6 separate regions of the Mus musculus genome follow, and all the other regions are linked to region 4. Evidence: chromatin contacts called from public promoter capture Hi-C data. All regions are on one chromosome and are shown on one strand. The core of a region is the stretch at or near the end of the contact, and the rest is flanking DNA. Distances in the headings are between cores, read along the strand shown.

What was found. Promoter capture Hi-C pulls out the DNA fragments that hold promoters and counts their contacts.
Region 1: a promoter capture Hi-C map of hematopoietic stem and progenitor cells shows a contact between it and region 4. The contact joins the promoter of Ypel4 here to the promoter of Tfpi in region 4. A contact is called at or near these places in 22 of 39 promoter capture datasets (the 3T3-L1 cell line, 3T3-L1-derived adipocytes, the C10 cell line and 15 more), 1 of 15 datasets of contacts at CTCF or cohesin (the NIH/3T3 cell line), 4 of 484 Hi-C or Micro-C datasets (B cells, CD4 T cells, CD8 T cells and 1 more), 14 of 115 datasets of contacts at active chromatin or transcription factors (bone marrow-derived macrophages, cardiomyocytes, craniofacial prominence and 9 more) and 3 of 9 other capture datasets (adipose tissue, liver and pancreatic islet).
Region 2: a contact with region 4 is called in a promoter capture Hi-C map of pre-B cells, with 3 times the contacts expected there. The contact joins the promoter of Slc43a3 here to the promoter of Tfpi in region 4. A contact is called at or near these places in 8 of 39 promoter capture datasets (the HPC-7 cell line, cranial neural crest, frontonasal cranial neural crest and 4 more), 1 of 115 datasets of contacts at active chromatin or transcription factors (embryonic stem cells) and 1 of 9 other capture datasets (adipose tissue).
Region 3: a promoter capture Hi-C map of liver shows a contact between it and region 4, with 2.2 times the contacts expected there. The contact joins the enhancer-like site here to the promoter of Tfpi in region 4. A contact is called at or near these places in 11 of 39 promoter capture datasets (the C10 cell line, the HPC-7 cell line, cranial neural crest and 7 more), 1 of 15 datasets of contacts at CTCF or cohesin (the NIH/3T3 cell line), 1 of 484 Hi-C or Micro-C datasets (embryonic stem cells), 11 of 115 datasets of contacts at active chromatin or transcription factors (bone marrow-derived macrophages, cardiomyocytes, craniofacial prominence and 5 more) and 4 of 9 other capture datasets (adipose tissue, embryonic stem cells, macrophages and 1 more).
Region 5: a promoter capture Hi-C map of Sertoli cells shows a contact between it and region 4, with 6 times the contacts expected there. The contact joins the promoter of Ube2l6 here to the promoter of Tfpi in region 4. A contact is called at or near these places in 18 of 39 promoter capture datasets (the 3T3-L1 cell line, the C10 cell line, Sertoli cells and 11 more), 1 of 15 datasets of contacts at CTCF or cohesin (the NIH/3T3 cell line), 11 of 484 Hi-C or Micro-C datasets (B cells, bone marrow-derived macrophages, brown adipocytes and 6 more), 9 of 115 datasets of contacts at active chromatin or transcription factors (bone marrow-derived macrophages, embryonic basal ganglia, embryonic stem cells and 4 more) and 5 of 9 other capture datasets (adipose tissue, embryonic stem cells, liver and 2 more).
Region 6: a contact with region 4 is called in a promoter capture Hi-C map of liver, with 5 times the contacts expected there. The contact joins the promoter of Smtnl1 here to the promoter of Tfpi in region 4. A contact is called at or near these places in 23 of 39 promoter capture datasets (the 3T3-L1 cell line, 3T3-L1-derived adipocytes, the C10 cell line and 14 more), 6 of 484 Hi-C or Micro-C datasets (embryonic fibroblasts, embryonic stem cells, natural killer cells and 1 more), 20 of 115 datasets of contacts at active chromatin or transcription factors (the NIH/3T3 cell line, T-cell acute lymphoblastic leukemia, bone marrow-derived macrophages and 10 more) and 3 of 9 other capture datasets (adipose tissue, liver and macrophages).

The regions. Positions count from the first base shown.
Region 1 is chr2:84,732,526-84,736,715 of GRCm38.p6, forward strand. It overlaps Ypel4 (yippee like 4), which reads left to right and starts at 1,679. Exons shown (of 5, transcript NM_001005342.2): 1 at 1,679-1,768; 2 at 4,114-4,190.
Region 2 is chr2:84,933,615-84,938,128 of GRCm38.p6, forward strand. It overlaps Slc43a3 (solute carrier family 43, member 3), which reads left to right and starts at 3,032. Exons shown (of 13, transcript NM_021398.3): 1 at 3,032-3,235; 2 at 3,909-4,255. The coding sequence starts at 4,072.
Region 3 is chr2:84,754,329-84,758,696 of GRCm38.p6, forward strand. No RefSeq gene overlaps it. Among named protein-coding and RNA genes, the nearest start is that of Gm19426, 12 kb to the left of the region's middle. Within about 2 kb of position 2,148, at least 17 of the 459 cell types and tissues checked have an H3K27ac peak or open chromatin away from gene starts, as enhancers often do. A contact at or near this core is called in adipose tissue and liver, where this site is marked.
Region 4 is chr2:84,471,705-84,476,082 of GRCm38.p6, forward strand. It overlaps Tfpi (tissue factor pathway inhibitor), which reads right to left and starts at 2,470. Exons shown (of 9, transcript NM_011576.1): 1 at 2,239-2,470; 2 at 1,995-2,095.
Region 5 is chr2:84,796,942-84,801,349 of GRCm38.p6, forward strand. Ube2l6 (ubiquitin-conjugating enzyme E2L 6) reads left to right here and starts at 1,887. Exons shown (of 4, transcript NM_019949.2): 1 at 1,887-1,991. The coding sequence starts at 1,965.
Region 6 is chr2:84,820,318-84,824,824 of GRCm38.p6, forward strand. Smtnl1 (smoothelin-like 1) reads right to left here and starts at 2,335. Exons shown (of 8, transcript NM_024230.2): 1 at 2,176-2,335.

The DNA.
Region 1 (4,190 bases), core at 429-2,928, 260 kb after region 4:
TGATGATGGTTCCCACCTGTATTGGTTCAGAGTTTCTGTTTATCCACTCCTTATCTTACCAGGACACACAGACTGGCCTGGAATTTGCAGTCCTGCCCATCTCATTGCCCCATGTAGAGAATGCTGTTTTGAAATAACACTAATCCTGGGGGTTGGAGAGATGGCTCAGCGGTTAAGAGCACTGACTGCTCTTCCAAAAGTCCTGAGTTCAATTCCCAGCAACCACATGGTGGCTCACAACCATCTGTAATGGGATCTGACACTCTTTTCTGGTGTGTCTGAAGACAGCTACAGTGTACTCGTATACATAAAGTAAACAAATCTTAAAAAAATAAAAATAACACTAACCCATAACAAAATTCAATTTAGAATGCTAATTTTAAAAGTTAAGTACAGGCCAGGCGTGGTGGTGCACGCCTTTAATCCCAGCACTCAGGAGGCAAAGGCAGGCAGATTTCTGAGTTCGAGGCCAGCCTGGTCTACAAAATGAGTTCCAGGACAGCCAGGGCTATACAGAGAAACCCTGTCTCGAACACCACCCCCCCCCAAAAAAAAGTTAAGTACAAAAGGAGGGAACAACCTAAAATTTCATTACTCTTTACTTAGTGCCTATCATATGTCAGGCACTTTGGAAATTTACAAGCTGTCTCACATAGTCACTTCTTCTGGAGGTAAATAGAATTAGCTTCACTGGTCAGAAGAGGAATTGTATAGTGCAGGAGGATTAGTCATTTGCCCAGGGTTCCTGGTGAATAATTGGCAAAGCTAAGATTTCAACACCGGTGTCTTGGATATCAAAGCCAGACACATAGCCCTTGTCTGAAGATGAAAGCAAACAACTATTTTGCAAATATCTTCAGCATGCTGGACTTTGCAATAGACACTGCAGTCTTGGGATGCAGAGTGAAGTTCCCCTGAGGATCTGAAAGTTCACAGCTCTGTTAAGAACCTCATGTCACATAGGTGTCTCCATTGGCAGCACAAACCGTTTGGAGGGAGTTGATAAGAGGTTCCTGGGTTTAAGATGTCATATTTGACCTATGGCTTCTTTGGGGCCATGAAATGGACATTAAAGCTTCCAAGTACTCAGTACTGAACACATTTGAGAGCCTGGTTTGTCAACCATGACAATTAATATATCCTTCTTTACCTTACCCTGCATCAGAGCTGATGTCAGAGTTGAAGTGGAAATGTATCATGTTGAGTGCGAGTGTACTTCCTGGCTCTCTCTAGATCCACCTCACTTCACCATCCTTGCTCCCTCCCTGCCACCCTCACTCCATCCCTGCCCTTCTTCGGGTTCCGTTTCCTTGGTCACACAGCCTTGCTCCTTAACAACCTATTTCTCCTTTTCCTTACCACCTACATCGACACCCCTATGCCAGCCATCTCTCTGCCCCCACTCCCTAACATCACCCCTCTAGCCTGGTCCCTTGATGCCTGCCCCCTCCCTCCCTCTCAACCCGCCTCCTGTGTCTCCCAGCCCTGCTCTGACGTGGGAGGTGAGGGGGGTGGGGGGTTGGATGACTCACAGTGTTATGATGCAGTTCCACAACACACAGCCACATTTACCCACAGACCGAGGTACAGAGCAAGAGGCAACCTCTGCCCCCCAGCAGCTGTCCAGCCTGCAGTCCCAGACCTCAGCCCCTCAACTACCCTCCCCCAATCCCATCCCCTTCCCAATTGAAGGAACCAACAGAGAAGAGAGAAGAGTGAACAGAGAGATTGAAAGAGATAGACGGAGATCTCTGGAGCAGACCTCAAGGTGAGGGGGGCAGCCCTTCTCCAAATCAATTTTTCCCCTTCGCAAATTACCTCTTCCTGCTGTGTGTTGCTTTCTCTCCTTTGCAAAAGCATTATTCATCCACCCTTTGTCCTCCCTTCCCCCTCCCTGCTGCCTCCGCTCCCTCCTCTCTCTCAGCTCCTCCATCCTTCCCCAAGCTCTGACGATTCTCTCGCACTTATTTCCCGGCAACTTTGGCTGCGGCATCAGACATCACTGTTTATTGTTTTTGCTACCGGTGCAGACCCCCAGAGTCAGCCCTGGGAGCTGGCTGCTCTGCTAATTATTCGGACCATACCATACTGAAAATGCCTGGTCCAGGGGGAGGCGAAAACTCAAAGCAATTGAATACATCCGTTGTGAGCACAAGTCCCCCTCCCCTTTTTATTCCCTGAGAGGCACTGGATTCGCACCTGGTTCCACCTGTCTCTGCCTTGTCACTTAGGCTCTCAGTTGCCAGTCTTCCCAGGCACAAGCCCTTCTGCTCCCCCCACCTCCCACAGTCCAGCCTCATCTCAGCTTCAGGGACTCGTCCTCTTCCCAGCACTCACCTTTGTTTTGTTTTCTGACCTCAGTAATTTCCCCGATTTGCTTCACCCCATGACGAGAGAGGGCAGAAATGGGAGAAGTGACCCCAACTCTCCTTTTTATGATTTTTTAATTTAATTTTATTTTTTTGTCCTTTGCAGCTTCTCCTCTGCTGGACAGAGAAGCAGAAAGGGACAGGGAGGGAGGCGTGACAGTGACAGAAGGACAGGGCTAGGGAAGAAGATAGCGGGAGGGGGCAAACCTGGCATCTCCTGGTCCCTTGAAGTAGGTGTTTCAAGGTGGCACCTTGAGGTGAACTACAGGCAAACTTGAAGGAAGATCATGGAAGTGATGCTGAACTGTAGCAAGAAGGGCCAGAATACAATGTCACCCTGAACTAAGCCCAAGGTGTCTTCCTGGGACTCAAGACAACAGTAGAGGACCAAAAACTGAAGATGGTCTCACCCAGGGGGATTTGTGGAGACTGCATGACAGCCCTTCGAGACAGTAGAAGAATCGGGTGCTCATGGCCACCATGGAGGACAGGAGAACAGACTGTTTATGTGGGTAACTGAAGCTGTGCTGCCTCCTCTGCTTGGTGGTCTAGCATCACGAGAGCACTTAGCGGGCATCTCTGAAGGAGACACAGGCCACCCCACCTACAGCTGCAGGATGCTCCACTAGAGAGGCAGAGGCACATCACCTGCTTATCGGAGTTAACAGAAGACACTTCCCTCCTTATCCTCTGCCTGCAGTGCACTCAGCTACTTTGGGACTGGAGTGTGAGCAGATCCCAGCGTCTCAGGATTCTTATCCCCGCAATTATCTCACTGTTGCTGTCCTGGCACTGGCATTTGCTCTAGCTCCTGGGAGGAGAAATGTTTTCTGCCTTGTGCCCTAAAGCCCAGCTTTTAAAAATAAGGTGTCCCCTTACCCTGTTGTCTCCTATTAAGGTTGCTCTCACTCTATAGCACACAGCCCAGAAGCCTGGCTTCTGATGTGCTGCCTACTTTCCACGGGCCTAGCTGTCAGACTTGCTGGAAGAAAGATAATTCTCCTCCTAGGGCTAGGTGCTTGTCTTTAACTCAGAGCTAAGGCAACGGTAAGTAAGTAATGAGACCAGAGGACCAGATGCTAGGAAGACAGCAAGTGCTCCCTCTAGTCTGGGAGCTGTATCATCCCAGGATGCAGGATTGAGGAACACCCAGGGTTAAGGTCTTCAATACTGAAGAAGCTACCAAGTTCTATGGAGTTCCAGGGCGCAGGACTCAACCGCAGGCGAGTGCCGAAACAGACTGTGTGTACCCATCTGCCTGTCCCTCTTTCCTTCCTTCCCAAAATATGGGCAAATTGTATTGCAAATGGAGGCCTTGAGACAGAAAAAACAAACAAGCTAAACAAACAAATCCAACTTCCAGGAAGACCTGACTCTTAAAAAGGTTCCGATCTCCTCCCATTAGGGTGCAGTTCCTCACAGAACTGGACACAAGGTGGGCCTCTGCAGGTGATGTTGCACTCAAGGCAGTGTCTGTGCCAGGAGGCAGCTCTCAATGGAAAATGCTAGAGGCTGCTACTGTCTCTGGAGAGAGAAAGGTACCAAATCCCTGGCCATGGCACAAGACGCCTGGAACCGCTGCCAGAACAGAATGGGACTCTAGGGGACAGAAAGTGCAACGAGAGGCTGAGGGCTGGTGGTGATGGGGACGGTGCAGATGAACTGAGCCCCATCTTCTCTAGCCAATCAAAAGCGTCTCCTTGTGAAGTCCTACCTCCGCTGATGCATCTTCTTCTCTTGCCAGGTGACTTCCCATTTCTATCTGGTTCTCGTCTGGGGGGGGCCCTGGCAGGGCAGCCCCCCCACACTGCTACTGTCCTG
Region 2 (4,514 bases), core at 1,782-4,281, 460 kb after region 4:
GACCCATGGCTCTGGCTGCATATGTGGCAGAGGATGACCGTGTTGGACATCAGTGGGAAGAGAGGCCCTTGGGCCTGCGGGTGTTCGATGCCCCAGTTTAGAGGAGTGCCAGGGCCGGAAGACAGGAGTTGGGGCCTCATAGAGGCAGGGGGAGGGGGATGGGATAGAGGGCTTCTGAAGGGGAGACCTGGAAAGGGGAAAAAATTTAAATGTAAATAAAGAAAATATCCAATAAAAATGTGAAAAAAACCCCCATAGGACTAAGGACTTAGTATAGTCTAAGATTTGCACTTGACAGTGTCCATAGGCCTGTCCTGTTACTAGAGGCAGTGCCTTCTGCAGTCAAGTGGGGTATAGGGTGAGGATCCTACCACTTGGGAGAGAGGAGCTACTTAAGTCTAGGCTGGCTTATCCTGAGTCCTGCGCTCTGGCGGCTCCAGAGCTGTACTCTCCTGACTGCTCCTGCTGATTTGCATTCTAAATTCTCTTTATCTTGGCTTTGACCTTTTCTCTTCTTCCTTTGCTCTTTCCAGTTCCTTATCCACCAGGTCCTCAGGAGAGCAACACATGAGCCCGGGGCTGAGGCTGGGCTTGCATGCACAGCAGTGACTTGCAGGAAAACGGAAAATCTGGCTCTGTGTTTCCCTTTTGTCTCGTCTTGTATTTTTAGTTCCCCATCGTCACCCTCCCCCCTTTCTAATTTAATTTACTTTTTAATTTCTAAAGAAAGGACATGTTTTCTGCAATGTCTCAATATCTGGTGTTAAGACTGGAGAAGTTAAGAGCAGTTAAGAGCAGAGGTTTGGGAGTTGGCAGTTTGGGCTGTGAGGCATGATCTTGGGGCAAAGTCCTTTCAGGATTCTCCACTAAACTCCCTCTCTGGCCCAGATAACTACAAATTGGAAATCTCACCTAGCCTGCTGAATCCGCTCCAGGTGGACTTCACTTTGAGGACAGCTCCTATAACTAAGGTGCTTTGAACCCGTTTTAGTGGGGCAGCTAGTGGGTCTGTGGTCTCTCCCTCTGCAGTAAGTCACTTGAATAGTCTTTTTTGATACTTTGTTTGGGTGGTGATCGGGACCTCACTTCCTGGTGCTTGCCTTCCCACCATCTCCCTGTAGAAAGAGGGCCGAGCCAGGAAGCTGGGCATCTAATGCAAAAAGGCAGCTCTCTCTCCAAGGAGAACTGTGGTTCAGGCAAGGAAGACATTGGCTCATTTGCTCTGGGCTGGAGAGCAGCACAGCTGGTTAGGCCAGCTATTTCATGCTGATCACAAGCTCCGATGGGCAATTATAAATGTCTTTGATTAATAAAAAATGGGATGGTGAATGAATAGTTAATCAATGCAGTCTGGCAGGAAGGCTCTCTCGGAGCCTGGGCTGGGGGTTTCAGCAGGGGCGGGGGGAACAGTGAAAAGGATCCTTAGAGGGGAAAGGCAAGGCCCCCTCCAGTGATGGTTCCTGATAAGCACCTCTGTCCTGATTCCAGCTTCATGATTTTTATGGTGGGGTTTTCTTGGCAGCTCTGGGGATAAACGTGAGGTGGGGAGCGAGTGATGAGCAAGTGGGAAACAGTTTGTATGGTGCCCACCCGAGGGGGCAAGGTAATGCGGAAACACAATGGCATCCACATGCAGTTGCTTTTGATCCCTATGTCTGGCCCAGCGCCTGGAACTGTGTTAAAACAAGCTTAGTTAGGGCAGCTGAGGCAGGATTACCTAAAGCTTAAAGTCAGTCAAAAGAGAGCAAAAAAGACCCTGTCTGAATCCTAGACAACTGTTGGGATAGGAAAAAAGAAGAGTTTTTTTTTTTTAATTAATTAATTAAATTAATTTTAAACTCCAGATTTTATCCACCCTCCGACTGCCCTCTGAAAGACCCAACCAAGCAGCTGAAAGAGTCAGATGCAGATATTTGCACCCAACCAATTGACAGTTTTTGTTTGTTTGTTTGTTTGTTTTTTGGTTTTTCCAGACAGGGTTTCTCTGTATAGCCTTGGCTGTCCTGGAACTCACTTTGTAGACTAGGCTGGCCTTGAACTCAGAAATCCGACTGCCTCTGCCTCCTGGGTGGGATTAAAGGTGTGTGCCACCACACCCGGCTTTTTTTTTTTTGAAAGAGACTCTTTTATTTTACAAGTTGGCAAATGTCGCTTAAAAGCTTTGTCTGAGGAAATCCCAGTCTCTGGTATATGTAAGTGATGTTTGGAGGAGATAACTTGTTCCCTTGCCTCAGGTTATGCCAGCTATTTTCTTTTTTTTTTTATTATTTATTTTTTTTATTACATATTTTCCTCAATTACATTTCCAATGCTATCCCAAAAGTCCCCCATACCCTCCCCCCACTTCCCTACCCACCCATTCCCATTTTTTTGGCCCTGGCGTTCCCCTGTACTGGGGCATATACAGTTTGCGTGTCCAATGGGCCTCTCTTTCCAGTGATGGCCGACTAGGCCATCTTTTGATACATATGCAGCTAGAGTCAAGAGCTCCGGGTTACTGGTTAGTTCATAATGTTGTTCCACCTATAGGGTTGCAGATCCCTTTAGCTCCTTGGGTACTTTCTCTAGCTCCTCCATTGGGAGCCCTGTGATCCATCCATTAGCTGACTGTGAGCATCCACTTCTGTGTTTGCTAGGCCCCGGCATAGTCTCACAAGAGACAGCTACATCTGGGTCCTTTTGATAAAATCTTGCTAGTGTATGCAATGGTGTCAGCGTTTGGATGCTGATTATGGGTTGGATCCCTGGATATGGCAGTCTCTACATGGTCCATCCTTTCATCTCAGCTCCAAACTTTGTCTCTGTAACTCCTTCCATGGGTGTTTTGTTCCCACTTCTAAGGAGGGGCATAGTGTCCACACTTCAGTCTTCATTCTTCTTGAGTTTCATGTGTTTAGCAAATTGCAAAGAAGGAAGTGGTGGAGACAGGGGAGGGTCCCAAGCTCTTACTGGAGGAGACAAGCAGGAGGCGGCCAACCTGAGGCAGAGGACTAGGAGGGGCCATGAGAGCGGGAAACCGGCCCATCGCGGGTAGGACTGGAAGGATACTGGCCGGGTCTGGCCGAGCTGGGCTGGGTCTGGCTGAGCAGAGCAGAGCCGAGCCGGGCAAAGCTCGACAGGGAGGCTCTGGGCGGAGGGTAGTGGAAGGCGGTAGCCTGGTGGCGGCGAGGCTGCGGCGACAGAGATCCGGGAGAGAGTTGCTGCCGGCTGGAGCGCGACCTCTTGCCTGGTGGAAGTTAGTGACTGTCGGTAGAGGCAGCGGGAGGGTGGGTGGGGGTGGGGGATGGGAATTGTGGTCCGAGACAAGGCTCTTGTTGGGATATTTTTCATAGTGACCAAGTAGCCGTGAGACCTTGGGGCAAGTTCAGAAAACCTTCGGAAGTTTTTGTTTTTGCCGCACTGAAGAGTTCCCGCTGTAGACCGAACATTTATTTGTCAGGCCTTCGAATGGCTCAGGGTGGCTGCTCCTCTGGTGGACTGTATTCAGGCTTTCAAGTCGGGGGTTCTGGGGGGGTGGGAGGGGAGCTCCTACCTCTGCTTGTGATGTCCCCAAACATTAGGCAGGATGTGTGTGTGTGTGTGTGTTTTTTTTCCTATGTGGCATGTGTTGCCATTGAGACCTGCCTTATCTTCTTACCCATGGGTAGTTTCGCGGGTTCTGTGAATGAAAGGATGTATGGACGGTATTTTGGCGGGGGGTGGGTGTTGGGGGTGCGTGGGCGTTGTTTTTGTTTTTCCATGTTTGGGAATGAATTCTAGATAACATTCTATGGCTCAACCGCATTCGCTGGTCATGTATGAAAGTTTTTATTTTCCAAATCCTCACGGCCTTTCTCCTGAGGACCCCTTTCCCTCGGTGTCTTTTTCCCAAGCTTCCTGTACCAGGCTACTTCTGCCTCATTTTCCAGGCTCCATGGTTATTCCATGGCGTTTCTTGCTCAACCCAGAGACAGCTGGAACAAGAGGGCTCATTGAAGTCGAGAGCTTGCCAAAGGAATTTCCCACACATCACTACCAGTGGTCCTCTCTGAAGCTCAGGACAGGATTTGTGGACTCACTTCACCTCAGACCATGGCAAGCAAGGGCTTGCCCCTTTACTTGGCCACCTTGTTGACTGGACTCTTGGAATGCATCGGTTTTGCTGGTGTCCTCTTTGGCTGGACTTCACTGTTGTTTGTGTTCAAAGCAGAAAACTACTTTTCAGAGCCCTGTGAACAGGACTGCTTGCTCCAGAGCAATGTAACAGGGCCTTCTGGTAAGGACAAAGATGGCTTTTTCATAGGAAGCTGTGCTTGGTTCCTGGGAGTTGGGAAAGAATAGGAAGGTCTCTGTGCTTTACCCACCCTGCCAGCCTTTCCATGGGGGGGGGGGACTGTCAGCCCCCTCTCACCCCTTATGTGGAGGCTATCAAATGGGGAAGGAAGCACCTGGTTTTAGAGGGGGACCTTTAGAGACCAATATATTTTAATGCACCTTGGTAGCTTTCTGGTCAGCAAAGTTGTTCAAGGTAGAGG
Region 3 (4,368 bases), core at 898-3,397, 280 kb after region 4:
CCTTAGGAGCTGGGGCTTGGATGTAACATTTACCCCTTTCAAGACAGCAGCATGTATGTGTTTGTTGTACAAGAGTATGAATGTGAACATTTGCATGTGTTTGTGACTCTTGTGTGTGTGTGTGTGTGTGTGTGTGTGTGTATGTATGTGTGTATCTAAGTGTGTGTGTATATTTGGCATGTGCTTACATGTATATAAGTGGCTATATGTCCTAGTTAGGGTTTTACTGCTGTGAAGAGACATCATGACCAAGACAACTCTTAGAAGGACAACATTTAGTTGGGGCTGGCTTACAGGTTCAGTCCATTATCATCAAGGCAGGGAGGCATGGCTCTGGAGTTGTTGAGAGTTCTACATCTCATTCCGAAGGCAAATAAGAGAAGACTGGCATCCTCAATCAGCTAGGAGGAAGTTATCTCAAACCCACTTCACAGTGATGCTCTTCCTCCAGCAAGGCCACACCTCCTCAACGTGCTGCTCCCTGGGCCAAGCTTAGTCAGTCCACCACAGCATATGTGTTAAGTTGCTACTTGAGGCAAAGACTAGAGTGAGAGATCAGGCTTTAGTATGTGACATTTGAAGAGACTCTGAGAAGTCCATCTTCGTGATGCAGATGGCAGCCCCAGCCCATTCTGAAAGCATTGGACCAGTGAACCAGTGTTCTACCTGCATTTGTGGTGGTTATACCCGAGGTCCCAGCTATGGAAAATAGGGAATCTCATATGTTCTCAGCATTTCTTCCTAAGATTCAAAACTATGTTGAGCTTCTGGGTGTCTTTTTTTTTTTTTAACACTTATCTCTATTTCTTATTCTGTTTATTTGTTTTAATGCATGAAAGTACACTGTAGCTGCCTTCAGACACACCAGAAAAGGGCATCGGATCCTATTATAGATGGTTGTGAGCCACCATGTGGTTGCTGGGAATTGAACTCAGGACCTCTGAAAGAGCAGTCTGTGCTCTCAGCCACTGAGCCATCTCTCCAGCCCCTGGGTGTGTCTTTAACGGAGGCTGAGGAGAAGAAATAGCAGTCAGTACCTTCTAAAAGATAAAACTAATGTGGGGGAAAAGGAATCTTGTATATCAAGCACAAGCTCTGGAATTAGACACTGGAGCCTACTAACCCCACTATTTGTCAGCTGAGACACTTTCAATAAGTGCACTAGATGAGTAAGAGCTTCATTTTTTTTTTCCATTTATAAATAGGAGATAAAAGTGCCTGGTGCTACTTGTATATTATGTAAATTTTTAATGGTACAAATTTGAAATACTGAAAATCTCCCACAATTATAAAAATCATCTAGGATTACATCATTTCAAAATTGCTGGCTGAGGAGGTTGTAAACTATACTCCTAATTATTGCTAATGACAGAACCCCTTAAGCTAGCAACAGTAAATGACCGCCGCCAACACTCATCTTATGTGAAATTGAGCTGTGGTTTAAGTACATCATAACTTTTGACAGTGACATTAATGATGATGTGATGTGATTTTAACATCTAGAGGAATCACTTAAGATACCGTCTGCATCCTGGATTGATGTTATCATCTCGGTTCATTATGGCAAGGTGTTAGTGCCCCCCCCCCCACACACACACAAAATCCAACCTCCAAAAATCAATAGCTTTGTAATGGAAATTAAAGATGATCATTTTTAAATCTATGAAAAAAACCCAAATAGGGTCAGCGAGATAGTTCAGCAGTTAAGAGAGCTGCCTGCTCTATCAGTACTGAGATTAAAGGCTCTGGCCCAGGCCTTTGTTTCTGTTTGTTTAGTTCTTTGGTTATTATGTTGTTTGTTTTTGTTTTCCTAGTCTATTGATTGGTTAGTGGTTTTTGTTTTGTTTTTGTTTTGTTTGTGAGAGGGTTCAGAGTACTCTGGACCTTGCTGTGTAGCTGACGCTATATCCTTGAACTCCCAATCTTCTTGCCTTTACCTCCCAAGGATGGGAAGCAGGCATATGCCACCACACCATGCTAAAAGGATACTTCCTAAGGGCATGGCCTTCCATGATTACGGAGGACGAAAAGTTCCATGACAGGCTGTTAATAAGCTCGACAATCAGGGAAATTGGTGATACAGTCCAGTCCAAGTTCAAAGGTCTCAGAACCAAGGAAGCTTGTGATGCAACTCTCAGAGATCAAAGGTCTGAGAACGGGAAACTGTTGGTGAGAGCGCTGGATTCTACAAGCCAGACAATCTAGTGCTCTAATGTCTAACCACACAAGTGTGTCCCAGCACTAGAAAACAGAGTGAATACTAATTCATTTCCTTTACCCTAAATTTTAAAAATGTTCTATTTTTGTATTTATGTGTGCAGGTGGTTTTTAAAATTGTTATTACCTTCCCTACTTACTTAGTGTGTGCATGGGTGGGCATGTGTGTGCCATGGCATGAATATGGAAGTTAGAGTCAGCTTGCACACGTTGGTTTTCTCTTTTCCTTCCACTTTGTGGGTCTGGAGGATTGAACATAGGTCATCCTCAGGTTTGGTAGTAGGTGCTTTATCCCCACCGAGAGATCTCATTTGCCCAGGGTGTGGGTGTAATTTTGTCTGCGTGTGTGTATGTGCACTTCATGCATGCCAAGTGCCCACAGAGGGCAGAAGACACACCAGGCCCCCAGAACTGGAGTTAAAGACAATGTGAGCCATGTTCTGAGTGCTTGGAATCAAACCCTGGTCCTCTGCAAGAGCTCTTCACTGTAGCCTCCCCCAGCCTTGAGCGGGCTGATTCAGACCTTGCTGCCACTGAGAATGAGACCACCTGGGGTGGAGCCTTCTGACCCAGATGGCTTCATTGTTTTGTCACCACTGCTGCTCTTCTCCAAGATGCTGCTCCCTGCTGAGAGGCTGAACCTGTCTTCCTGAGAAAGTCCTGAGACAGCCAGCAAACTGGCGATTGACATCTTACTGCCAAACTAGTGTTGTCAGCCTAATTGCTTACAGGCTGGTGACAGGCATCAAGAGTGGATCGGGTGGGAGATGGGTTTTCCCCCTTTATAAGCACAGACTCTTAGTAAACATTGGACTTTGATCAGAAATTTGTCTTGGTCTCCTTTCTTCTCTCTTCTGCTGGCTCCTTTACAGCTCTGGCCTCTCACTCAGGAACCCAGTTCCTGTGGCCGCAAGCAGCTACACTTAACCACTAGCCCCTCCCTTTACCCTTTTGCTTCATCTGTGCTTGCAGCCAGCTGGATAGTCCCCATCTATACCAAGGGTACGTCTTCTACACTGGTCCGTTGCATCCACATGCCGGTCTTCTCTGAAACATTCTCAAAGACATATCCAAAGATAATGGCATAAGCCTGTCAAGCTGGCTTCTAAAATTAAATAACATTGGACTTTGTGTTAGATAGTTATTGATACCATTGTGTCTACCAGCTATAGCTTAGGACAAGACCCTGAGCATTGGTGGACACCAGGAGAGTTGTGATTCAGAGGTCTGGAACCTTCCAGAGTCTCAGTAGAACCTGAGAGTATTGTTATTGAGACAGCAGATGAGCTGGTGAGAACTATAAACTTTGCAAGGTTGGTTGTTTATTGTTGTCCGGGAATGCAACTCCAACTTTTTGTGTTTTAGACAAGTACTCTGTTACTCACCCATACCTTTGTCCAGGAATCAAAGTATGAATCCATATTGGGCAACTTAAGATTGTGGATCACTATTGGTTTCAGCAGCACTTGTGGAAATATCAGAACTCGGGGCTGGATAGATGGCTTCGTGGTTAAGAGCACTGACTGTTCTTCCAGAGGTCTCGGGCTTCATTTCAAGAACCCACAGGGCAGCACATACCTTCTGTGACTCCAGTTCTGTGACCACCATGGCCAAATTAACTAAAGCAAGCAATTAATTAAAACAAGCTTTCTATTTGTGTACACAGGTTGTTTCTTCCTAAGGCAGGGTTTGAGAGGTCAGTATTGGATATGAGGAAGACAAGACTTTTATAGTTTAAGGGTAGGGAATTTCCAAATGGGGATTTGGCAAGAAAAATAGGCGGGCTTACAGGAGCAGAACATAAGCATAACTTGTTAGTTATAACAACCTTCAGAAACAAAAACATGATTACAAGGTAGTTGTAACAACAGGTAGTCCTGACAAGGTAGCTATAACAACCCCTTTGAAACAAAGACAGGGTTGCAAATGATTACTAACTTTTTGAAACAAAGACGTGACTACCATTCTTGAAACAGGCAGTACAGAACCTGAACCTGTTAAGGTTACAGGTGGGGCATAGCCCAATTCATGAAAAACAGTTTAATCATAAACAGAAATGAACCTAGTTTATTTCTACTGTAAGATGGTTTTTGAGCCTAAGATGGAGGCAGGCAGGTTCTTCAATCTAACACCCTCTTTTGGCCTCTGTGG
Region 4 (4,378 bases), core at 1,220-3,719:
ATGATGAGAATGTTCTGGAAAGAGCCTGAATTCATGCTGAGGTAGCCAATCTTGAAATATCCTGCCTCTGTGTTTTGAGTCCAAGTAAGAGGGGCTAATAACTGGCCCCATTAATTTAAGCTTCTAACTAGCATGGTTATTTTTCTTTTAGGAACAAAATATAACTAGGCAATTGTTGTTTGTGCTTTCATAAACAAGCTATTAATCAATTTGTAAAAACATTTTTAGTTAGAGGCCGTTGAAGGTGATGAGACAATTGATAATTGATACTATATAGTGCACAAGGCCTAGCCAAGTCTTCTTTTCTTTAACTGTGTTGCAAGCCAGTGAGATGCGGCAACCAGTAAAGGCACTTGTTACACAAATACTGCAGTCTAAATTAACCCACTGAACTTAGGCAGAGGAGGAAGGGGAGACTAAGTTGACCTGTTTTACTTTTTCAATTTTCCAAGGTAAGGATTCCCTGTGTAGCCTGGCTGCCCTAGAACTCCATAAACCAGACTGGCCTTGAACTCAGAGATCTGGCCACACCCAGTTGATTTTTTTTTTTCTTTTTTGGTTTTCCAAGACAGGATTTCTCTGTATACCTCTGGCTGGCTGTCCTGGAACTCACTCTGTAGACCAGGTCTGACTCGAACTCAGAAATCAGCCTGCCTCTGCCTCCCAAGTGCTGGGATTAAAGGCGTGTGCCACCACTGCCCAGCTGATCATATTTTTAAAGACTCCCCTGCTCAAAAATTAAGTATGGGGAGCAATGAAATAAACCATTTTGGACCCGAAGAATGAATATTAGAACATGAAGCAGTTTTAAAACAAACCAGAAATGAAAGCACACAAACACATGGCTCCTGGCTCTGGTTCATCATCTTCCTGAGAGACTGACCAATCCAATAGTGAATCTTGGCCTTAGTTTGACTTGGTCTTGACTTTAGTTACAGAGGGTGTAATTTTCTGGAGAATTGCTCAATATAAAATTCCCTGATGTCATAATATGTCCATATTTGAAACTGTGGCCATTTTAAGGATTATTTTTTTTTCTTTTAGGTACAAAGTAGTTGACAGAAATGGTTTTATAAAATAAATAAGGCTCCTCTTGGAATAAAGATGCTAAACTCTTTAGATCATGTGGCTCTAACCACTTATTCATAATATAAAAAGTAAAAGTGGACCGGGCGGTGGTGGCCGCACACCTTTAATCCCAGCACTTGGGGAGGCAGAGGCAGGCGGATCTCTGAGTTCGAGGCCAGCCTGGGTCTACAGATCGAGTTCCAGGACAGCCAGGGCTATACAGAGAGAAACCCTGTTTCAAAAAACAAAAGCAAAACACAAACAAAGTAAAAATGGAAATCACTTCATGGGGAAAAAAAAAAAAGAGAATACTCTTAAGTTGCGACAAAATAGCATGGACAAATTGAGATGTTAAAAACGATTAAAAAACTTTTATCGACAGTGTGGTTATTCAATGTGTACTGCTAGAGAAGAGGACATTCATAAGTATCTGAAATATTCTGGCATATTTTATAGTTAAACCAAGACTTAGAAGACTTAGAAACCAATCCGGGGGTGGGAGGGCATATCTGGACCACAACTTCATTTCTTATCGGTGGCTAGTCTCACTGTAGACCAGGCTGACTGAAACTTACAGACCCACCTCACTCTGCCTCAGAGGGCTAGGATTACAGGAGTGCCCCTGCATCTGGCCTTTCTTCTCAGTTTGAGGTTGTGATGAGAGCAAGGGATAACAACTAGTGAGGGTGGGCAGGCACCATAAAAGGGCATTTGTCAGAATGCCCCCGCAGGGCACCAAGAGTGCCAACGCAGAAGTCTGCTTCCTGCTTCTGTGCCATCTCCCGAATGAGCACCTCTGCCCAGAAGCGACGGTGACATCGTGACTGACACTGAGCAATGCACCTGGACACCTTGTAGTTGGGCCAACTGGACTGGCCAGCACACCTCCACCGCACCACCACCACCATCTCCCTTGGGTTTCTTACCTTGATGAGTCAGTAGTCCTTAAATGAGATCTGGAGATGAGGTCCCAAAATTATACCGTCTTCAGAAGAAATCCGGAGACAGGTCCCGAAAGTGATACAGTCTAAAAATAATAGTTTAGAGGGTCTTAATTGGGTTCCGTTTCTCTGGCAGTTAAAGAAATTAAAGGCAGGAAATTTCAGAAGAGCAATAGAGAGAAGTAGGAGTTAAAGGCAAGCATCTACTTAGGGTGGGGAACACACTCACGCGTCAGACACACGGAGAAAAAGATTCTCTGTAAAGGTTGCTCGGGAAGCCGAAAACCCCAGTCTCTTCTCTCGAGTCCTGAGGTTTTAAAGCATTCGAAGAGTCTTCCTCCCCCACTTCAGGGTTGGTCAGTTTGCCGTTGATTGGTCCGAAACTATGAAACTGTGAAACTATGTGTGACATGTCCTCATCAGGTCTTGACCTTGTTGAGCCAGTCCCTCAGTAAGGATTCTCCCCTGGAAGCTTTTGTGTCAAAGTCAATAGGTGAGGAAGCTAGCCATTATCTAGCCACGGCCCTCTCCCTATCTGGTGCCTACCAGGAAGTCTGTCAAACTTTTACCCTAATAGACAACAATACCCAGCTTCTGGTAACAGGAAAGAAGATGGGCGGCCACAGACTTCACCTGGAGCAAAGCACTGCCCCAGGCTCACCCGAGGCCTGGGTCCTGCCCAAACTGTGGACACTGTGGGATCCTATTCTGCCCTACTCTGCCTCTCTAAGGTAGTTTTCCCAAGTTCCACGGGAAAATCTCTTAGACCGTCTGGGTCTGGTGGCTGAGGGCTGATTGCTGCCCACTGTGGTTAACTGAAGACTTAACGCTGCCCTGTGTGTGTGGCTGCAAAACTCGGTTCACCTCTGCTCACAACAGATCACCATACTGACTGTTCAGGTGGCAGTTAAATCTGTCATTCTTAATTGGCCCAGAGGCCATTTGGTCTATACTTCCTGCTCAAATTTACCCTCAGACCTCTGGGGTGATGTTGACTGCGTGTTTTATCAGATTGGGAGCAGCAATCTGATAAATCTTAGCCTCTCACCTCAGGGACACAGCTGCTTAGTCAGACCGTTTCCTAAGGCCTTGCCTTCTCAGGGACACAGCTGCTTAGTCAGACCGTTTCCTAAGGCCTTGCCTTTTCCAGAGCTCAGGTCTCCAGCTGAGACAGGCAAGCTCACAGACACGTTTGCCTCGCTGACAGGCTTCCTGCTGAGAAAGATAAACTCACAAAAACAGATTTCAGTGTGAGAGCAAACTCAAGCCATCGTGTTGTTACTCAAAACTTGCTCTCTGCTGTTCCTTTATTCAAAAGAGCTTACTTTTTTGTGACTTTGTTCACTAATCAAACACCTATGCCTCAAAGTATTAGAGTTTTCCAGATTTTAAAAAAAAAAAAAAAGTTTAAAGTTTATGCAACTTGCCAAGGTCTGAGGAAGGGATTCAAAGTATGTGAAAATGATTTAAGGTGCGTGAAAAATGAGACTTTCAAGATGGTATACGATGTGAAGACTTCAGGGTTCACTCAGTGGAGTTCTGATGAATCTAGCCCTGGTAAAACACTGGCTACTAAACTTTTTAAAAACATCATAGTCACAGGCCCAAAATTGTTAATTTTCTTTAGTTGTTTTCTAAATAAAGGCACTTATCATTGTGAAAAAAACACCTCTGTTCTTTTGTTCTCTTCCCTGACAAGAAATCTCTGTCTTATTACAGATAAATAAATGTTCATGCTCCTATTATGCTAATAACTTTTCAAGCTTTGTTTTGCTAAGGCTCAAAGGTCTATTCCAACTGTTTACAGATTTTTGTTAACTGCTTTGCTACAATGAGTACTTCCTTGCAGAACACAGACAGTGGTCATTCTATCTAAACCTTTAACCTCTTTTTATATGCTTAAAACAGTTCATGCAAACTTCAGGGCTTCCATCTGTCATTGCTCAGAAGATCCCTTGCCACTGGTAAGCCAATGTAATTGTTCTTTGTCTCTCTCTTTAGGTTCACTCAGCAAACCAGACCCTGTCCCCCACCCCCACTCATACCCCCACCCCCACCTCCACATCCACACCCACCCCATCCCAGCCTGCAACTCTGGAATTCCAGCTTTCCTAGCCTGCCAGGACAACCCTCTCCACCTAAGAAGCAGCTACGGAAGAGAGACACTACATCACCCTTTATCATCAACAAAAGGCTGGAACTATTAGTTCTCTCAGCTGTCCAAATATACAGAAATGAGCTCAAGCTGGACCACAGAAGGATTTCTGGAGGATAAATAAAAGCCACCATGCCTCCGGAACTTTTGAAAGCAGTTCCCATCGGCCAAAAGTTGTCCTTTCCCTTACTTCTGGCAGAAGTGACAGATGGCT
Region 5 (4,408 bases), core at 637-3,136, 320 kb after region 4:
CACATGGTGACTGATGACTGTCTCTAGCCCCAGTTCCAGAAGATCTAATGCTCTCATTTGCTTCTGCTAGGCATGCAGGTAGTTAACAGATATATATGCAGGCAGGAATCCATACACATAAAATTAAATTAAATGATTTTTAAAAAATTAAAGGCCATTGTTAGCTGCATATCAAGTTTAAGACCAATCTGAACAACACAAAATGGTATTTAAAAAAAAAATACTGGGGCTGGAGAGATGGCTCAATTGTTAAGAGCACTGACTGCTCTTCCAGAGGTCCTAAGTTCAATTCCCAGCAACCACATGGTGGCTCACAACCATCTGTAATGAGATCTGGTGCCCTCTTCTGGTGTGTCTGAAGATAGCTACAATTTATTCATATATAGAAAATAAATAAATAAATAAATAAATAAGTAAAAAATACTGAAGGGAAATTTTCTCTCTGTGTTTCAACTGCTTGAGAGCCCCTCAGAGGACAAACACCACAATTTCTCCATCTGATGTGTTCCATCGATAGTACCTGGCACTTGGTGTTAACTAAGACTACTAACCAGAAATGGGTTCAAATGCCCTTATCTCCAAACTATATTTAGGGATTGCTGATGGTGTCCTGCTTATTGCTGGCATTTAGAAGGTATCTGGTTAAAGTTATTGAACTGAAAAAAGAACCCAGAATCTTTTTTTCTTTTTCAAGATTTACTTTATTTACTATATGTAAGTACACTGTAGCTGTCTTCAGACACACCAGAAGAGGGCGTCAGATCTCATTTCAGATGGTTGTGAGCCACCATGTGGTTACTGGGATTTGAATTCAGTACCTCTGTAATAGCAGTCAATGCTCTTAACTGCTGAGCCATCTCTCCAGCCCCAGAATCATTTTTCAAGCACATCCTATATGTAAGCAGAGCAGATATTTGGTTCCTGGACAGGAAAATAAAAATCATGTGACCTACTGGGTCAAAATCTTGGGCTTCAAAATATGCTAATTTCTGGGCTGGAATGGGTGAGGCAGGTAGGTGGATTCCCTTCTAACTCTAGAACTTCTTCCAGAGGCTGGGGGCTGCTATTACACCTTGGCCTCGACTTGAGCTGGGATGAGGGGGGTCTTTACTCTTGCGCAGAGGGCTAGAGACTTCTTGGCTGTTCATTTGGACACACAGTAGTTCCATAGTTTGTAATCAGTTGGTGATAAAATATAATAGGCTCCTGAAATCTATCTCGAGGCTTCAGCCACCCATCGTTTTCCCAAATTGCCACACAGCAGACACTTTCTATGTGTTCAGTAGAGTAAAACACAGAACGCCCAAAATAAAAGCGAATGAGTCCAACAGCGTCCTCTAGTGGTGCTCGGGCACCAAGCAACCTAAAAGAAGCATCGCTGCGTTTCTGCCCATCTGCTGGACTGTACCACTCAGGGAGCGGTCCTCGGAGGACATAAAGTCTATACTGACCCCCCCCCCCCCACTCTCTTTTAGAACGGAGCACTGAACCCACAAAGGCAAAGTGACTTGGCCCAGGATTCTGAGACTTTCTTTAGAGGTGGTAGGTTCACAATTCCATTGCGGAGGTCGCAGAGAGCCCTGCCCCGGAGCTACTTTGCATCAAGAGTATCTCATCTGTGCTTTGGGCGAGTTTGCTCTCAGCGTCCGGGGAGCTGACAGAGGCTGGAGATGAATCCCATCCTGGCTTCTACGAGATGTACCCCGCAAGATGCAGGAACCAAGAGGAGCAGTGCGCTCCACCGACGTAGTCTCTGATCTGCAAGGAGCATGAGTTGCTGAGATACGAGATCGCCAAGCTGGGCACTCGACTGCAGCCTCCAGATATCCACCAAAGGGGTGGGGAGCAGGTCTTTGCAGCTAGAGTCGGTGTGGGTGGAGTGGAGCGTGGGCGGGGCTCGGGAGCTGCAGTTCAGAGAGCGGTGTCCTGCTGGAATCTGCTGGTGCCCCACGCTCCAACCCGAGATGATGGCCAGCAAGCGAGTGGCGAAAGTAAGCCTATGTAGGATGACCCTTTCCTTGTGCCCCTTCCCGCCCTGCCCTAACCTTTCCGCCCTGCCCTAACCCTCCCCTGCCCCCTTGCTCTCTGAGCTTTTTTTGTTATTTGGGTACCAGGGCTGGCTGAAACTCAGGTATCCTCACCTTTTCCCAATGGAGAAATGGGAGGAGAAAGGCGCGGTGTGTGTGTGTGTGTGTGTGTGTGTGTGTGTGTGCGCGCGCGCGCGCGCGAGAAGGAGGGAGAAAGAGAGGAGGAAGGGAGGGGGCCTGATTGAGAAGGTCTGGAAAAAAAAGTTGTCATCAGCTTCAAAAAAAGTTGTCATCAGCTGTACTGGCCACGAGAATGAACTGGTCTTTCCAAATGGTTTCCAATGTATTGGGCTTTCCAAACTGGTTTCATTTTCAATTTCTGCTGGAAATTTATTAGTGGAACTTATCTAAGGCACAGGAAGGGCTCTGTTGCTCCGCCTAGTGGATACACCCATAATTTGATACCTACATTACCCGAGGCCACAGAAGAGTGATGTTGGGCGGTGGGGTGGTGAATGGACAGACCGTGAAATAAAACGTACAGACTAGTTCCTGGATGAGAAGTAACAATTTATGCTCTGAGTAGGTTATTTGTATGCAGTCCTGCTCCAGCTACTAAACGCCTACTTTGTACTAGCCCAGTGCCAGGCAGCAGGAGCAGAAAAGGAACAGAAATCTTGTTCCGTTTGAACGTTCATTTCTATGAGACACTATTTGGTACTATCTGAAAGAATGAAAAAAGGGCAGTTTCCTTAGGAATGTCTAGACCGCTGAATGGAGCCAGGATTAGAGATCGTGGAGGAGAAATGCTCGTGAGCCAGGGCTGGTACCGCTAGGCTTTGAGTCTCCCCGAAGTGCTCCTCTAGTCTGCAGAATTGAGGGGAAGGCTTCCTCAGGAGACAGAAGGGATGGTTGCTGGCCTCATGTTTCTCTCTCTCTCTCTCTCTCTCTCTCTCTCTCTCTCTCTCTCTCTCTCTCTCTCCCTTTCTTTCTTTCTTTCTTTCTTTCTTTCTTTCTTTCTTTCTTTCTTTCTTTCTTTCTTTCTTTCTTTCCTTCTTTCTTTCCGAGACAGGGTTTCCCTGGCTGTCCTGGAACTCACTTTGTAGACCAGGCTGGCCTCGAACTCAGAAATCCGCCTGCCTCTGCCTCCCCAGTGCTGGGATTAAAGGCGTGTGCCACCCAGCTGGCCTCATCTTTCAAAAAGAAAATTCTTTTGAGATGGAGAAGTCCAGAGCAGACCCAAAACAGAACTAAACTTTGTTGGTTTTAGGCTGGTACTAAATGGGGCAAAGGGTAATTTGCTACCTCAACGCTAAAAGGTAGACTGGCTTTTGTTGCTCCGGAATTGTCAGCACCAGGCAGTTTGTTTTATTTAACTCTTAGAACAACTGTGAGATAACTGTGTCTTCCCATTTCATGGAAGAGGAAACTGAGACATCAGGGAGAGTAACGTGGCTGGCCAGTGATATTCTGCAGAAGTAATGGGGCTGGAATTTGAGCCCAGACTGATAAGAGTCTAACTCACAGGGCTTTTCCTGCCTGTTTGCCTTCACTTTCATTTCTCCTAAGTCAGGTGACTTACTAGCTGGCTTTGGGAGGAGCTGTGTGCACTGGTGTGGGTTTCAGCAATCATGGAAAGTTCGTCAGAATTCATCAAAACACAGAAAATTCAAGTGTTAAGAGAGAAAATTTCCCTTCGGTACTTTTTTTTAATACCATTTTGTGTTGTTCAGATTGGTCTTAAACTTGATATGCAGCTAACAATGGCCTTTAATTTTTAAAAAATCATTTAATTTAATTTTATGTGTATGGATGTCCTGCCTGCATATATATCTGTTAACTACCTGCATGCCTAGCAGAAGCAAATGAGAGCATTAGATCTTCTGGAACTGGGGCTAGAGACAGTCATCAGTCACCATGTGGGTGCTGGGAATTGAACCCAAGTCCTCTGGAAGATCAACAAGTGCACCTCCCCACTGAGCCATCTCACCAGCTTAATTTCAGGATTCTTATGCCTCCATCTCATTCCCTAAGACATGGGATCATGGATGTGCACTGCTTTATCAAGTGTTGTACAGTGCTGAGGATTGAACCCAGGGTTTTGTGCACGCTAGACAAACACTCTACCAACTGAGCTGCATCTTCAGCCCAGAAAAATGTCCATTCAAGATCTATGTTATACCTAAGCCTTTGTTCTTGCCCAAGCTATGGCATGGGTTATGCTTGTGGTAAGATAGAATAGGCAATGAATGGTCATGGCTGTAGGTAGAAGGCATGAGAAGCCATTTGTTAGTGTGATTACATATGGAAGATGGGTTTAGTGATGAATGGGAGTGTGGCGTGCTTATATACTTGGGGGTCAGAGTACAGATGATGCACAG
Region 6 (4,507 bases), core at 1,085-3,584, 350 kb after region 4:
AGTCAAGTAGCCTAGCAAGAGGGTCCCACCTTTGCTGCTTGCCTGTGTGGTGAAGGAAAGACAGCCAGGCAGGCATAGCACAGGGACCCTGACCTTCTGGCCACTCACTTCTGAGCTCAAGGGATTCCCTCAGAGCCCCAGCTTTAGATCAGAATTTCTAGACAGTACCCCGTGGATGTATGCTACAAACAAAGGTGCTGTGGCTCAGGGGGCACGTACAAAGTTCCCAACCTCCAACCTCCAACACTGTATAAACTGGGCAGAGTGGTACAGGCACGGAATTCTAGCATTTGTGAGGTAGAAGCAGGAGGATCAATCTCAGCTACATGGTGTTTTTGAAGCCAGCTGGGGGCTATGTCTCAAAGAAGAAGAGGAGGACTAAGAAGACAAAGAAGAAGAGGAGGGTGCAGAATAAGAGGAAGAAGAAAAATGAATAAAGGTTCTCTTGACAGTGAGAAGAAGATGCATTTATTCACTGACCAAGGTTATTCCAAATATAGCCAGCTTTTCTTAGAGATATACAGCATCATTAGCACTTAAGTAGATATCAGGTGGCGCTGAGTTTAAGAAACGGAAACCTTAGTTTGAAGATCATTGAACTCACCTTTCCTTAAGCCTACCTGGCCATGGTCTCTCTCTTTGACCTCTTTTCCTACTGGAATGTCTTCCACGAGACATTCCTACTAGCCTCTTTGACAAAACCATGTTCAAGGTCTGAACGAGGCACAAACTCTCTTCCTTGTCTGTTCTTCCTCTTTGTGGTGTGAGCCAGGGATGAAAGCCACTGGGGTCTTACGGGATTCCAGCTCCCACTGTTGACTGTGTGATGCTCATTCTGCACTTGAACTTGTAGAGATAGAAACAGATCCTGGTCCATATGGATAGTGGAGGACTTAGGCGGCTAGCCCATGGGAAGTAATTGGAGGGAGTCCTTAGTCCACAGCTTGCCTAGTGAGGATTGACTGTGCCATTCCTGAGCAACATCAAGGTCCTGACCAGGTCCCCAGGGCATTTATTAGTGACACAAGACAGACAGAGCATAGTGTCAGTAAGATGATGCCCCCAAGTGAGGCGTATTTGGCTAAGGCATAGCTTTTTGCTTCAGTCATCTCTCCCTCTATCTGCACACTACACGCATGAGGTGGAGGAGACGAGACAGTACGCATGTGAACACACACACACACACCTCAGCTACCTTTGCCTTTTCATCACCTCTGTTTTCCCCCCTCTGGGCTTGTCATAAATAGACAAGGAGTGAAGAAGCTCTGCATTCTGAGGAGCCAGGATAACACCCCCTTCCCCCAGTGCTCCGGGTTCTACGGCAGCTTACAGCTCACACTGATGCACTCCACCCTCCCTTAGTCATCCCTTGCTTGACCCCTCAGGAAGGTGTAAGTGACCCCATGTTACAGTTTAGGAGTCTGATTTAAGGAGGAGCATTCCTGGGACTAAGGCCATAGGAGAATTAAGTAGCCCAAACCACACCTGGAACGGAGATCTCCTGAGTCCAGAGTTAGAGCATGTATATACAGAAGATACTTTCCCCACTAGGTCCTCTCAACCCAGTGTCCTTTCAAGTCACCCATGGGGAGGAGTCACTGAATAAGGCTGAGGAGGTCCTCTTACAGCTGACTGCACACTAGACCCTTCACGAAAGAAAAACTTTCCTGCTTTTCTCTCTGCTTCCTTCTTCCCTCTTTCCCCTGAACCCCAACTGCTACCCCTATACTGTGCTCAGTTCAGCTCTTCAGTCCAGCTCCCCTAGTCCAGAGGGAAAACCACAGTGGATGATTGCTGTGATGTGATGCCTCTCTTCTATGGCCACACAATCTCTCTCTCAGCAGTTCCGAGACCCCTACCTTACCCACTTCAGTCCTTACTTGTAGAGGCCATTGCATCCTACCCACCCCCTGCTCCAAGAAATCCACCTGTCACCCCCCTCCCTACTGGCCCTCTTCATAGATGGCCACCTGCCAGCCACTCTGTACCTGACCTCAAGGTCACCCAATTCCATTAGGCATCGAAAAAGAATTGACATAGCAGAGAGAATAAGGAAGCATCCTGAATTTGTCTCTCATCGCAGAGACCTCATTGAAAGATCTGGCACGTGAAAGGTAAGAATAGGGGCTAGAAGATACGGGAAGTAGTTAGAAAGGGGACCACAACTTTTCCTACCTGTGGGGTTCTGCCTGCAGCTCGGAGCTCTTGCCTCGTTCTAGCCGAGCTGCCTCACTCTCATCGTTCTTTAAGCTCTGGTGGCTTGGAGCCTTCAGCTCAAAGTCCCACCTCCTTGCTTCCACCCCACCCCACCTTCAAGAGGCCCGGGCTTCGGGAAGGGCATTGTTTACTGTTCTGTTGGTACAACACTTTCTCTTAGTCTGGGAGCTCAGATTTCCCCCGAAGATCTGACAGGTGGCATCTTTCAATCACGCTGCTGCGTCCCTCTCAGGGACTGGCCCTAACATCTTTCCTGAGATCACCGTCCTTCCCGAAGTGCTCTGGCCATGGAGACCTTGACAAGCAACAACCAGTCAGGGGCGCATTTGGAACGTGGTCTCCAGCTCTCTGGTCGGCTGTGATCGTCCAGAGCCGGGGTAGACCTTCCATGCTCCCTTAGCTCCTTGCTTCCAGCCTTCCTCTAATTTCCTCCTTTATTCTTCTCTAGACAAAGTAGCTGCTGAGGGGTGGGCTCAGAAGGTGGTAACTGGAGCCACTGCCAACTGTGGGCTCACACCGCACCAGGAAGCTTGAAAGGGGATGGCCCGAGAGAAGAGAGAAATGGAAAGAGCCAATGAAACACTGGACTCTTAGCATCTACATATGAAACACTGGACTCTTAGCATCTACATCATACATTGCTTCTGTTTTGAGCTCCATTGACTGAAACATGATCAGCTCTGAATATATTCCGTGTGTGTGTGTGTGTGTGTGTGTGTGTGTGTGTGTAATTAAGATTTTGCTCTGAAAACCAAAACAAAGCAAATCCTTATCCTGGCCATGTGTCATACGACTTAAGGAGGGTACCATGTGGAGAGTGTGGGCAGTGATGCTCCTCCTGTTTATGAAGCTTGTGACTCCTCCAATTCCCCTCCCCCAGCCCCTTTCACTCAGCCATACTGGCTTGCTTCCTGTGCCGTAAATAAATCTAATCAGTGCCTTCCAGACTCAGGACTGGGTTTTTCCTTCTGCTCTTTGTGAGGCTGGCTCCTTCTCATTACTCTAAATCCAGCTCAAGTTTCCTTCTCTAAAGGAGGCCCTCCATTGTTAAGCTCTCTCCATCAATTCTGCCTGCTTATGCACTGTGTAACATGTACTGTGGAATCAAAAATTGCACTCTTGATGTTGGGTAGTGGTGGCACGTGCCTTTAATCCCAGAACTTGAGATACAGTTGCAGGTGGATTTTTTGTGAGTTCAAGGCCACCCTGGTCTACAAATCAAGTTCTAGGACAGTCAGGGCTACACAGAGAAACCCTGTCTTGAAAAGCAACAACAACACATTGCATTCTTGGGGTTGGAGAGATGGTTCAGTGGTGAAGAGCATGGCACTTACTGTCTTTACGGAATTCCCAGTTCCCAACACTCACATAATGGCTCACAGCCATCTGGAACTGCAGTTCCAGGGGATCTTATGCCCTTATCGGATCTCCAAGGGCACATGTGTCATAAACCACATACATGCAGGCAAAACACTTATACACACAAAATAGAAATAAGTAAGTAAGTAAATAAATAAATAAATAAAAATCACTGTAAAATTGCATTCTCTCTCTCTCTCTCTCTCTCTCTCTCTCTCTCTCTCTCAGGACAGGAAATCTTTTTTTTATGCTCACAGATATAGACCCCAAGCTTTGTCTGGGTCATATTATGTTCTTGATCAATACATATTGAATAAAACAGTTAATCAAGAAAAGCAGGGAAAAAAAGAGTTGGGGTCAGTGCCTGGGATGATATAAATGTGAGATTATTCTGTGAAGCCAGTTTTGGCGACTGATGTTCAAATCAGTGTAACATCTGTACCTGGTACATCTCCTCTGTTCATTAGAAATTGTCTGTCAGGGCTGGAGAGATGTCTTGGAGGTTAAGAGCACTGTCTGCTCTTCCATAGGTCCTGAGTTCAATTCCCAGCAACCACATGGTGACTCACAACCATCTGTAATGAAATCTAATGTCCTCTTCTGGTGTGTCTGAAGACGACTCCAGTGTACTTATATATACATGAGATAAAGAAACCTTAAAAATATTATCTGCCAAAGACAGGTGAGTCGATGAGTTCTCCCATGTGTCTCTGCCTTGATGATTTTTTTCCTTTAATAGATAAGATAGATAATTAAAACAACATTCTAGAAGATGGTGGCATCAGTCATCAAAACTTCTCTTAGATAATCCCTTCATTCCCTGATGCAGAAGTCAGTGAACACCAAGTAGGTGCTGGAGACAATGACACTGAACACAAGAGAAAACAGGCCAACAGAGATCATTTGAGTGTGATGAGTTAGTCATCTCATC